4 separate regions of the Mus musculus genome follow, and regions 2, 3 and 4 are each linked to region 1. The links are chromatin contacts, called in public capture Hi-C and promoter capture Hi-C maps. All regions are on one chromosome and are shown on one strand. Each heading gives the region's core, a stretch centred on a gene start, on an enhancer-like site or on the middle of the called end of the contact. The rest is flanking DNA. Distances are from core to core; before and after follow the strand shown. Region 1 holds the start of Kif1a (kinesin family member 1A). Region 2 holds the start of Farp2 (FERM, RhoGEF and pleckstrin domain protein 2). Region 3 holds the start of Otos (otospiralin). Region 4 holds the start of Hdlbp (high density lipoprotein (HDL) binding protein).

Region 1 (2,700 bases), core at 6-2,505:
TCCTGCCATCCTTGAAGGTATTCTTATTCGGGTGATATTGAGGAACAGAAAGGGGTGAAGCTTCCCCCCACCCCGGCTTTGGAGGGGTGGGGCGGGAAAGGGGGTAGTCTCAGTCAGAAGATGGGGATCTGGCCTGTGCTGCCTACCAGTGCTGCTGCCTCTTGCTACACAGTTGCCAACTGAGGTTGGGCCCCCGCCTCACTCAGGCTGCTGTGGATTAAGTGGACAACCATTTAAAGTGCCCAGCAACTGCCAGGGGTAGAGGATGCTGCTGGCAGGAGCTTTTTGAAGAGGAAGCTTGAAACCCTAGTTTTATGGTAACGTGATGTCATCACTCCCACCACCGCAGTGCGGGGAGTCCTGGTGGGAGAGCTGACCATAGGCCTTAGCTGAGTTACTCAGCCCCGGGCTGTGGTTGGCCCTGTAATTCACCCAGCTGCCAGCCAACCCTCACTGAAAAAGGAAAATCTGAGACTTGGTGAAGGCTGAGGTTTGCCATCGAGGATCCAGGGAAGCGTGTGGGTTGAAGTCCTGAGGATTTAGGCTGGAGTGACCGTGTGTGATGATGGTCTAGGACCCATGGAACAGGGAGGGGGACAAGGAGGAGATCTCCACCTGACGGAAGGATGTGTGAGGAAAAGAGGTGCGGGTTAGCCTGCCGTCTGTAGCTTCACCCAGTCAGCAGAGCTCTCTGCAACGCTCTGACTTTTCTCTGGTGATAGGGCCCAAAAGCCAGATGAGATTTTTGAGACCTACCTGTTAACACTTGGAGTCTAAATCCCTAACCCGCCCCAAAATCCCCTCTTCAGTGAAAGATGCGCCTCAACCCCATCCTAGCCTTCCCCCCACCCCCCACGATAAGCCTGTGTTGATGTCTCTTGGTCCTGCAGATGGATGTTTTACAGTTTTTATGATTTCAATTGAAAGCAGTCAGCATGAGGAAGGGCTCAGGGTCTGCAGGCAGGTTCAGCTGGGCGCCACCGGGTCCCTCTCCTTTGGGAGTGATAGGCACTGCTGAGCGAGGGGGTGCTGCACCCGATTACGGGCGTCCGTCTCCCACCTCTCACTGGTGATGTCACAGCCCTGCCCCAACCCCCTCCCGCTCCAACCTCGTCTCTTCTGTGCCGCTTTGCCCGTCCCTCTCCCTGTGCGACAAACCAGCTGGCGGCTGAGCCTCGGACGCAGCGCTCAGCCAACCAGCGCATCGGGAGGGGCTTGGGGAGGGCCGGGTCGGGGGCGCGGAGCCCGTCACGCGGTGCCATCGTCACAGCACCAGGAGCAGGCAGTAAGAAGCATCAGTTCCAGGATCGGGGACCCTCCCCGGTGCCAGTGCCCATGCACGGCTATCCCCAGTGACGCCTGAGAGGTAAGGCTACTGCCCCCACGGCCTGTCGCCATCCGCGCTCATCATCCCGCACCTGTCCCTGGCATCGGGCACCCGCACTAAATGTGCATCTGATGGGAGATTCCGGACCAACGCCAATGTCCTTGTCGCAGCCCGAAGCGCGGGCTTGGAGCTGCGGCTTCCCTTCCCCCGACCTTCCCCCGCCTCTTAGAAGAACAAAGGGGCGAATTCAGGGGTGTCAGTGCTTCCTGCGAAGCTTTTCAGGGCCACAGAAAAGACTCTTTTGCTGAGGCGCGATACTTGGCCCATGTGGGTGGAGGTCGCCAGCTAGAGGAACAAGCAGATCTGGGCACAGCCTCCTTTCCCCGTATCCCTCCACTGCAGAGGAGCTACCCAGAGGGATGCGACAGAACCGCGGGGGAGGGGAGGCAGAGATGCCAAGTAGGGACCAGGACTAGGCTGAGGGGCGTCGAGACGGGGCACGGCTGCTGATCCAGGCCCTAGGGAGAGTACGCGGGGCAGCCGCTCTGGTCTCTGGTGGGGGAGGGCAGATGCTGGAGCCGACAGCAAAACAGGCGGGCGGGGCGGGGGATGCGGAGCCACGGCCAGGCACTGGCTTAATGCTGCCCATCACTCCTAGTGCTCCCGATGCTCCTCCCTTCAGAGACCCCATTTCCCTTCCAGAAAGACACAGTGTGGGAGGAACCACCAGCAGACATGCCTGGCGGCTACAAAGCCAGTGCCCCAGTAACAGGTGTGGTCCCAGGCTGGAGGGAGGGGGCTGGGAGACGCGTCGTCTGGGATGACAGAGGTCTCGGGGAGTCTGGCGTCAGTTGACTCTAGGAACATTGCCTGTGAAGACCCTCGCATTCCCTCATTAAGCCACTCCTCTCCCCAGCTGCTTCCCTTGGGAAGGCCACCGCCCTCTGCTCCCGAAGGGACAGGGACCACATTGGGGCTAAGGGAGAGGGTGGGTCTGCGGTGCAGTGAGGTGCAGGCTGCTGGGGGCCGCAGGAACGGGAGCGGGAGGGGGAGGGGACAGAGGGATTGCCAAGTCATGGGGCCTGCTGGGCGCCGGCGCGACGTCGCCCGGGCGCGGACCCGATGCGCGCCCACGTCCCCAGGAATGGGAATTTTTTCTCTCTCAGAGACCAGAGGACCCGTCCCCCAGTGGCTAGCCTTCCTAAGAGGGGACCGCATTGCTGGGATTAAAGGCCTGCTAGGGCAAGCGGATTGGATCAAGTGACTGCTGGTGGAGGAGGTGCGGAGAGTCGCTGCCAGTGCTAGTCCAATCTTGGGGACCCGCAGCCTCAGCGCAAGTTCGCTGAAGACGCGGTCACTCCGAGCTGGCCGAA
Region 2 (2,700 bases), core at 56-2,555, 410 kb before region 1:
AAAGGAGGATGACGGGTTGGAGGCCAGCCCGGGCTATGGAAACTGTCTCAACAAAAAACGGTGGGGGACAGGGATATATGAAAACTTTAGAACTGACAACGAAACAGCCACAAAGCGCTTCACAAATGCCTTCCCACGTCCCGAAACTCACAAAACTTTTATTTGGCCTACAAGTAAAGGTTACTTCATACCTCCCCATTTCAAATGACCTTTCCATCTTGCTAACACTGTGAGAATCTGTGCTGCTGATCATAATGCCGTCTCCACAAGACCGACTCTAATTCGGTGCTACCCACTAATTACCAAATATTTTCACAGTGGCCCAGTCAAAAACACCTCATGGAAACAGAACAAAGCTAGGGAGAAAGGCCACCCCTTTAAAGATTCTGTCCGGAATCTTAAGGCTCTCCATTCTTTCTCAGCACGGTGTATCGACATTATTTCCTTCACGAATGCCTTGTTTTCATTTCAATTTTTCATCACCATTACTGGGACATGAAAGAGTTTAAGAAATCACTGCCACGTGTGTAAATGGCAAAGGTGCTTATAATCTCGGATGAGTAAAAGGCAGTGGGCCAGTACTGTTTCTAGATCTTAGCAGAGTAAGAATATCCGAGTCTCAGTTCTGAAGGAAAGGCCGAGAAGAAAAAAGAATGCCCTTCTGGGCTTTCATTTGTGGCTCCGGGTGCTGCTTCCCAAGGTGCTTTGTAGAGCACTGGCCTGGGGGTGGGGGCGGTCTTCAGCAGGACATTCTTGTGGCCCTTAACCCATCACGGGACACTCAGTGTCCACGAGAGATGCTGAGACTCTGATCACCCCCCTTCCTCGACAGCTGGTCTCCACGTGTGCTGTTCCTGTCCTCAGTACTCTGCTGACAGCCTGGCTCCTTGGAACTCTGCAGCTCTCAGCCCTCCCCAGACTGCCCATCTACAAAAGCAACTCTCCAGCCAGTCCTCAGCGGACATCCAGACTGGACCCGAGACTCTCCCTCCCTTCGCCCTCCACCGACAGGCCGTCCACAGACGTGTGTTGTCAAACGCGGACTCTGGCGCGCCTCACGAAGGCCTCAGAGCCGGGCGTGGACTTTCTCTGGTGGACGGCCAGCCTCAGGCCTGGTCCGGCTCGGGTTCCGCTGAGGTCCGGCCAACGAAGGAAGCCCATGCCCAACCCAGCGCCCCTGCGCGGCTCGCTCCCCTCCCCCGCCCACGGCCGCCGCGTCCTCACCGTGCCACACCGGCCTGCGCCGCCGCCAGCCAGGCCTCCTCCACGTCCTGCGCCCGCGCCGCCCGATCCCGACAGCTAGCTGCTTCCCCGCCCCCGCCGCGCGTCCGCCGCAGCCCCGCCCCCCCGCGGACGCACCACCGATTGGCCTGCGGGCGGGTCCTCCCGACCGGCGCCTGCGAGCGCAGCACCTAGCTCTGATTGGTGATCACATGGGACAGGGCGGGGCGAGGGAGCCCCATAAAGTCAGAAGCAAAGCTGTGCAGCTTCTCCGCGGGTGCAACAGGGCTTCGGCGGGCTGTGCGTGTCCTCGGCCCTGGGAGGGGCTTTAGGACCTGAGGACTCTGTGCTGGGTGGGACTTAGGAAACCCGCGAGTTCTCCGTCTTAGTCTTCGCTTTGACAAGGCGACGGGAGGATTCTATCTTGGACGCAGCTTTGGAACAACGGGAGGACTACCCCAGACCTGGACTCTGGAATGCGGGTGGCCCTGGGCGGGACTTTTGGCACAGGGGCGGGTCTCAGCCTACAGCCTGGCTTTGGCAAGCAGGGCAGCCCCGATTCTGGGTGGGGCCTTGGACTTCAAGCTCGCGGGACTATTCTGGCATTCAGGCCTCCCTGACTACTAGGCTCTTTCCTACCTTCCATCCGTGGTGCCCAACCAGGGAATAGTGGAACCGTGGTCTTTAGGCACCAGCTGTTCCTAAAGGGACGCTTTTGAGGTGCAGGCTACGCTAAGAGTCCTCGAAGCCCTCGCGGTTCCTTTCTGGATTTGAGGCTTTCTGGAAATGAAAAATGGTGAGACTGGATTCTGGTCCTTCCACTTCAGACTTGCAGCAAACTCACTTTCTTCTTCCATTGGTTAAGCGAATGGGCCTGCAGGGAGCCAGCCCTTTGAACCAGTCTAGGCTAAATAAATCCACACAGGCCCCCAAGCGATTCATATAGAACTCTAGCCTTTGGCAATAAGTCCTTAAGATAAGCAGGGAGGGCCTCAGCCCACTGGAGGGTGGGTGGGTGGGGGGGCTCTCTGCTTCTCCAAGGCAACCTAGAAGCTCAGGCTGACTGGGTCTGCAATTTTAGTAGGCTTCCCAACTTCCTCCACCACCTTGGCTATCCCTTATTTGTAACCAGCCACTGCCATAGCCACTGACTGTGATGTCCATCATTAAGAAAAGGAACTGGGCCGGGTGGTGTCGCACGCCTTTAATCCCAGCACTTGGGAGGCAGAGGCAGGCGGATTTCTGAGTTGGAGGCCAGCCTGGTCTACAAAGTGAGTTCCAGGACAGCCAGGGCTATACAGAGAAACCCTGTCTTGAAAAACCAAAAAAAAAAAAAAAAAGAAAAGGAGCTGGACTGGACAAGGCAAGAATGAGGTTTGACATGAGCAACCTAGTGATTTAGAGAGCAGGAGCCTCATTTCCTAGTGTCAGTACGCTGCTTAGAGAGCAAGAGGATGAGAAAGACTCCGATAGTACTGG
Region 3 (2,700 bases), core at 6-2,505, 450 kb after region 1:
GGCTTGTGTCAGCATGTCCGACGTGGTGAAGCCCTTGTGGGAAAAGCTCAGATGACATCCTTCACAGCCCAGGGTCAACACCAGCCCTTCCTGGGTTCCTGGGAATCTTTTCCCATGATGCAGAGAAATGCAGATGACAAAGAATCCTGTGAGAAAAAACAAACAAACAAACAAACAAAAAACCATGGGCCATGTGAGACCCATCCTTCTGTTGGGGGTCGCAAATGACCACAAGCTAAATATTCCTTGCTGGGAAGGGTATGTACTCCACCTCTCAGGGAGGCAGCTGTGGTGAACCAGGCAACTTCCCAGTGAGATGCCTGGCTCAGTGGTTCAGTTAACCCTTTATGTCACCGAGAAGCCACCAGTGGAGCTTCCTGCAGTCAGGGCAGGGCCTATAGCAATCCCTGGATCCTTGGCCTCAGCAAGATCTTTCAGTTCTGCCTGGGCTGGTTTCTGGATCCATTAGCCCCCAGGAACCCAGATGCTCTCTGTGCGTATTGGGGGTGCAGTATTGATTCCAGATGGTGGCCTCAGGTAGCGCCACACCTATCTTGCTCCTGCCTTCTGATCCCAGGCTCAGCCTCCAAAGCAGCCCGCCTCTTCCCATACTCTATGGGATGACAGCAATAGACACCTGCTTGTCTGTGCACATTGTAAGTGTGTACACACCTGTGTGTGCATATGGTGTTGGGAAGATGAGTGTTTCACCTAAAGTGAATATTTGGGGGTGGGTGGGTTGGGGGACAGATCCCTGGAGATGTTTGAGACATGAAACTTCCGCTAGAAAAGCTGGTCGCTTGAAATTCAAATGTAACCATGCGTCCTGTATTTCTTTCAGCCACACTGGAGTCCCTAGGACCCCCCAACCCCATCTCATCCCAATCCAGGTCAATTCTTCGTGGTTTCTGAAGGGGTACTCGCCGGGGTTGACCTGGGACCTTTTCAGAGAGTCTATGGTCAGTTCAGGAAAAGAACGAGGTATTTTAAAAGAAGGTGATCACATGCTTTCACATTTCAGCTTCAGATCCGTATGCGGTCAGTCTTATGACATGGAAGGAGACTTTGATTATTCCAGAACACAAACCCTGTCCTGTGGGCCAGCTGCACAGGAGCCTGTGAGCATGGCGCCCCCTGGAGGCCATCTCAGAAACATTCCACTCCAAGCTCTGAGCCTGTTCTCCAAGCAGCCTGGGACCGGCTGTCTCACCCCAGGCCCTTCTAGATTTCCTGTTAAAGCTGCCACACCCGCATCAGCTGTGGTGGCGTGGAGGGACTTCCACCTTGACAGGCTTTGCCAAGTCAGCTCAACACGCTCCCAGAATTCTCCCTTTTCATGTCCAAGGTAACATGTTTAGTTAAGCTCTTTAAAAGTCCGATAGGGATGTGTGTGTTTGAGGACAAACATGGGTGACATTAGAAGTCTGCGCCCCCCTCCTTTGTAGGAGCAGGGATGGCACTTCCCAAAGGAAATGTGTCTACCAGGGCATGTTTAGAGGGACAAGGGGCAGCATGACTTCTAGAACCTCTGAATCCCAGCTCTGTGTGGTCACATGACGCCACTCTCCTTGGGTTTGAATCCAGCCAGAAGACTCCAGCCCTGTCAGTGAGGTACTGCTCAGTCCCTGGGACACCCGGGTACTCTGCAGGCACAAGCGGGAGGGCAATGCTGCCATCTGGGACGGAGGACTTAGGGCAGATGTCAGTCTGGGAGATGTGAGGAGAAGGCAGACTGTGAGCCATCACCCCCTACACCCCAGTACTTATGCTGGCCACGGTCCAGGAAACAGGAAGTGACTCTAGGATCAGTTATAAGCCACTTCCGAGGCTTTGCGGGGCTCGGGGATGTATGAACAGTGCAAAACACAGGCGGACCATTCCGTGGCAGAGAAGAATGCAGGAAAACACACTGGCACGATGAACTGTGGCCTTGAGACTTTAAATTATGAGCACCTGCCTGTGTCCATGTTGGGACAGCTCAATGGATGATGGTAAGCTACTCTGGGCTCTGCCTTCTAGGAGAATGAATTTGGGTTGCGCTAGCATTTCAGAGTACAGGCAGGGGCATCTGCGAGGCTCAAGGAGTAATTATTAGTCAGATGTGGTGTCCATGGATGGACAGCAGGGGGCGCCAGATACCTCTGACTCATTCCCAATCCTGGCGTTCGTTACCACAGGGTCCTTTTCAAGCTGACTGCCACGGGAGATAACAAGGGGCCTCTGTCCAGCAGAGTGGCCTTATACATCTAAGCATCTCTTGAATCCAAGCAGACAGACTGTTAAGACCTTGGAGGTTCCCTCCGAGTTTCTGTGTGGGGCGGGATATTATGCACTGGATATCATGCAGGCTTCTGAGCAGTCACTGGGCAGGTTTCAAGTTTGCCCATCCTATATGGTATTGTTCCTGGGCCCGACCTTTGGGAGCTTTTGAGAATTCGAACTCTTCCCTGCCCTCAAGCATTGAATTTTAGAAGGAATCCTAGCAATTATTAAAGGATGGAATCCAGTGTTTTGGGATTCCCATCAAATGTAGGAATGCAAGGGCCCTGGGGAAGGCATTTACCATTAAAAAAAATGACATTTACTTATTGTGTATGTGTTTGCAGTGTGTTCCAGGTGTGTATGTGTAGGTCAGAGAACAACTTGTGGGAGTTCGTTCTCTCCTTCCAGCATGTGAGATGTGGGGATCGAACTCGGTTT
Region 4 (2,700 bases), core at 148-2,647, 340 kb before region 1:
AGACATACTGACTGGTGGGTGCTTGCCTCTCCACATTAACTTTTTCACAGCCCGAGACCTCAGGAACAAAAGAATGACAACAAAAACATTTCTTCTAGTTGCTGGTTGGTTAATCACCAGGGAAAGACACCTTGCACAGTAATAATAACACAGAAGGAAAGACAACTTGGTGCCTACAGAGGCTTTAAGAAGCTCTATCACTCGGTGACTATGCTGGCAGCTTGGAAATGCCCTCTGGTCTTTTAAGCAGTACCTTCAGAGATTTATGTCATGAAGAACTGTGGTGTTCCTGTCAGCCGCATTACTGGCTCCTGGACTTCTCAATTCTGACACCTCAACTTTCAGATAGTTTCCTATTCAGCAGCCCCATCCCCATTCTTTCCAGCACATTCCATTTTCCCCCCTTGTCCTTCAGTCTAAAGTCTAGTTAGGGCAGCTCTTCCCAGTCCCTCAATCAAGAGCCCATCACCGTGCTGCTACCTTCTAAGTACATACTAAGTCTGATTGCTTATTTTGTTCACTGCTGCAAATGCTTGTAAGCCTTAGAATGACAACTACAGAAGGCCTCTTCAGCCCTTCCACATACCATTGTCCCACAAGAAAGGCACATATTATCCAGACCTGGTGGCTCACACTTGTAATCCAAACACTAGAGAAGGAAGCTGAGACAAATCTACACAGTGAAAAGTTGTCAGAAGTGGGGAAAAGAAGGTGGGGGCATCTGCTGTTGGTTACTAGCCTATTCTGTGCTGATGCATATCACTGCATATCACTGTCCAGTATAGGTCAGAAGTGTGCTCATGTCACCTCAGGAGAGGTTCAAAATAATGATTGTGTACAAATTCTTCAAGTAGTTGTCAATAAACGCAACAGGGCAGAACTAGTCCTTTCAAAGGAGGAAGCATTCTGAGGGCAGAGGTTCTGCTCTGTCCCAACTGAGTATGGGAGAGGTAGGAATTCACTGCAGGCTGGTCTGTACATATGGGACACTGAATAATACTGTGTAGAGGGCTTCGAAAGTTTTGGAGTTTGTTGTGTTGGACATTGAGGAATGGAGTAAGGATTTGCAGTAGAGGTGGGAGCAGGAGGAAGAGATCCCGAAGAGAATGAGAATGTGTTCCATCAGGGGGTGCTCTAGGGGATGGTAAAATGGTTTTCCGGGCTGTCTGCTGTCTGAGGTCCTCAGAGCTTTCTTTTCTCTTTTGGTGACACAGTTTCTGGTGGCCTCAACTCTGGCACCTCTGGCTCTGGGGCCTGCCTGTTCTCTGTAGGTAATTAACTTACCAACTCCTCGCCCCCTGTCAGGCCGCAGAACTCTTAAAGAGTTGGTCCGCTCCCGGGCGCTGTAGGGACCCCGCAGCGGGCGGGGCGGGCGGCCGGTCTGACGTGTCTCGGCGGGATTGGAGCCTCCGCCCTATATAGCAGCGGCGGCCCGGGCGCCGCGCCTCGGAGCGTCCCGGCTTCTCCCGCGCAGCGGCAGCGACAGACGGACAGACTCTCGGGTGGTCACACTCACGAGTGAGGATCGGGCGAGCTGGTGGGCGGGGGTGCCAGGGGCGGGGCGGCGGGGGGTCGCCGCTGAGCACGGCTGGGGTCGGTTCCTCAGCTCCCCGGCCGCACAGGCTCCTGGTCTCCAGCTACCGCGACGGGCGGGGGCCGCTACGTGTCACTCTGCGCATGGCCGCGCCGGAGCGCAGAAACTTTCCCAAGTCCGCCACGCGCCGCGGGTCTGCTTGCGGGCCCGGACCGCCTGGACTTCTAGCTCACCGGGCGGGCCGCCGCGATGGGGGAGGGGAACGACCTGGCCAGGTTGGTGACGTGGGCTGCCGAGCCGGCCCCTCCCCCGCACCCCTTCCCCCCAGCTCGGCCCGGCCGTACGGGCTGTGGACCGGACCTAGCTAGGTCAGTGGCGCCCTAGTTCGCGTCAAGCTGGGATCTTCACCCGGGGCCCCTATGTCCCGCGCGGTGCCTTGCTGCACCTTCACCTGCGGCGTCTGGCTACGTGGTCACTGGAGGACTCCCGGCCCAAGTACTACTTGGATGCGCCCCAGGGTCCATGGGTGAAAAATACATTACGGAAAAATACCGAATTTGGATGAAAGGCAGGGAGGCCGAGCAGGATACTGTCCCTTTAAGCCTGTCCCCGCCCGCGGGCGCTCTTGGCCGGTGGGAGGGCCATGCTGAGGTGGCATCTGCGAAAGTTCCTCCCAGGCTGGGTCTCTGACTTCCAGAGCTGGGTAATGCACTGGGCCGGCCTTGGTAGTCACAGACATAGTTTGTGATCTCAGCATAGCTGGGTTTTGTTTTTAATTTTGGAGTTTGTACTCTTCGGTATTTGGTGGGGAGAGGGCACCTTCGAAAAGCTTCTGAGGACGTAAAAGTGAAGTTTCAAATTTGGAAGAGAAACCTGCATCTCAGCTGAAGGTTTTCAAGGTGGAGGTTTTCAGTGCCCTCCATGTAGACTGGCCTACAGTATAAAGAACTTGAGTCCCTCTAGCTGAGGTTGATAGGAAATTCTTTCTGAAGCATAACTGAATTCTCCTTGCATAGTGTTGCCCCTTACATAAGTAGTTGGCACAACTTAGCACAGGGGAATCAATTTAAATACTTCCTTGTTCAGAATCAAGAAGGATTCTTCACATACAGCTTTTTCTATTTTCTGGATTAACAACAGGTTTCCAGCTGCCACAGCCTCACTGC

What was found. Promoter capture Hi-C pulls out the DNA fragments that hold promoters and counts their contacts. Capture Hi-C pulls out chosen DNA fragments and counts their contacts.
Region 2: a promoter capture Hi-C map of embryonic stem cells shows a contact between it and region 1, with 2.5 times the contacts expected there. The contact joins the promoter of Farp2 here to the promoter of Kif1a in region 1. A contact is called at or near these places in 8 of 39 promoter capture datasets (the C10 cell line, cranial neural crest, embryonic stem cells and 3 more), 2 of 484 Hi-C or Micro-C datasets (cortical neurons and rod photoreceptor) and 1 of 115 datasets of contacts at active chromatin or transcription factors (astrocytes).
Region 3: a promoter capture Hi-C map of stem cell-derived epiblast-like cells shows a contact between it and region 1, with 2.1 times the contacts expected there. The contact joins the promoter of Otos here to the promoter of Kif1a in region 1. A contact is called at or near these places in 3 of 39 promoter capture datasets (embryonic stem cells, liver and stem cell-derived epiblast-like cells) and 1 of 115 datasets of contacts at active chromatin or transcription factors (bone marrow-derived macrophages).
Region 4: a contact with region 1 is called in a capture Hi-C map of embryonic stem cells, with 2.9 times the contacts expected there. The contact joins the promoter of Hdlbp here to the promoter of Kif1a in region 1. A contact is called at or near these places in 1 of 39 promoter capture datasets (frontonasal cranial neural crest), 3 of 115 datasets of contacts at active chromatin or transcription factors (embryonic limb bud, epiblast stem cells and stem cell-derived neural progenitor cells) and 1 of 9 other capture datasets (embryonic stem cells).

What each region holds. Positions count from the first base shown.
Region 1 is chr1:93,100,429-93,103,128 of GRCm38.p6, reverse strand. It overlaps Kif1a (kinesin family member 1A), which reads left to right and starts at 1,255. Exons shown (of 49, transcript NM_001368847.1): 1 at 1,255-1,366.
Region 2 is chr1:93,510,709-93,513,408 of GRCm38.p6, reverse strand. Farp2 (FERM, RhoGEF and pleckstrin domain protein 2) reads right to left here and starts at 1,305. Exons shown (of 27, transcript NM_145519.2): 1 at 1,225-1,305.
Region 3 is chr1:92,647,396-92,650,095 of GRCm38.p6, reverse strand. Otos (otospiralin) reads left to right here and starts at 1,255. Exons shown (of 5, transcript NM_153114.2): 1 at 1,255-1,345.
Region 4 is chr1:93,444,398-93,447,097 of GRCm38.p6, reverse strand. Hdlbp (high density lipoprotein (HDL) binding protein) reads left to right here and starts at 1,397. Exons shown (of 28, transcript NM_001301364.1): 1 at 1,397-1,518.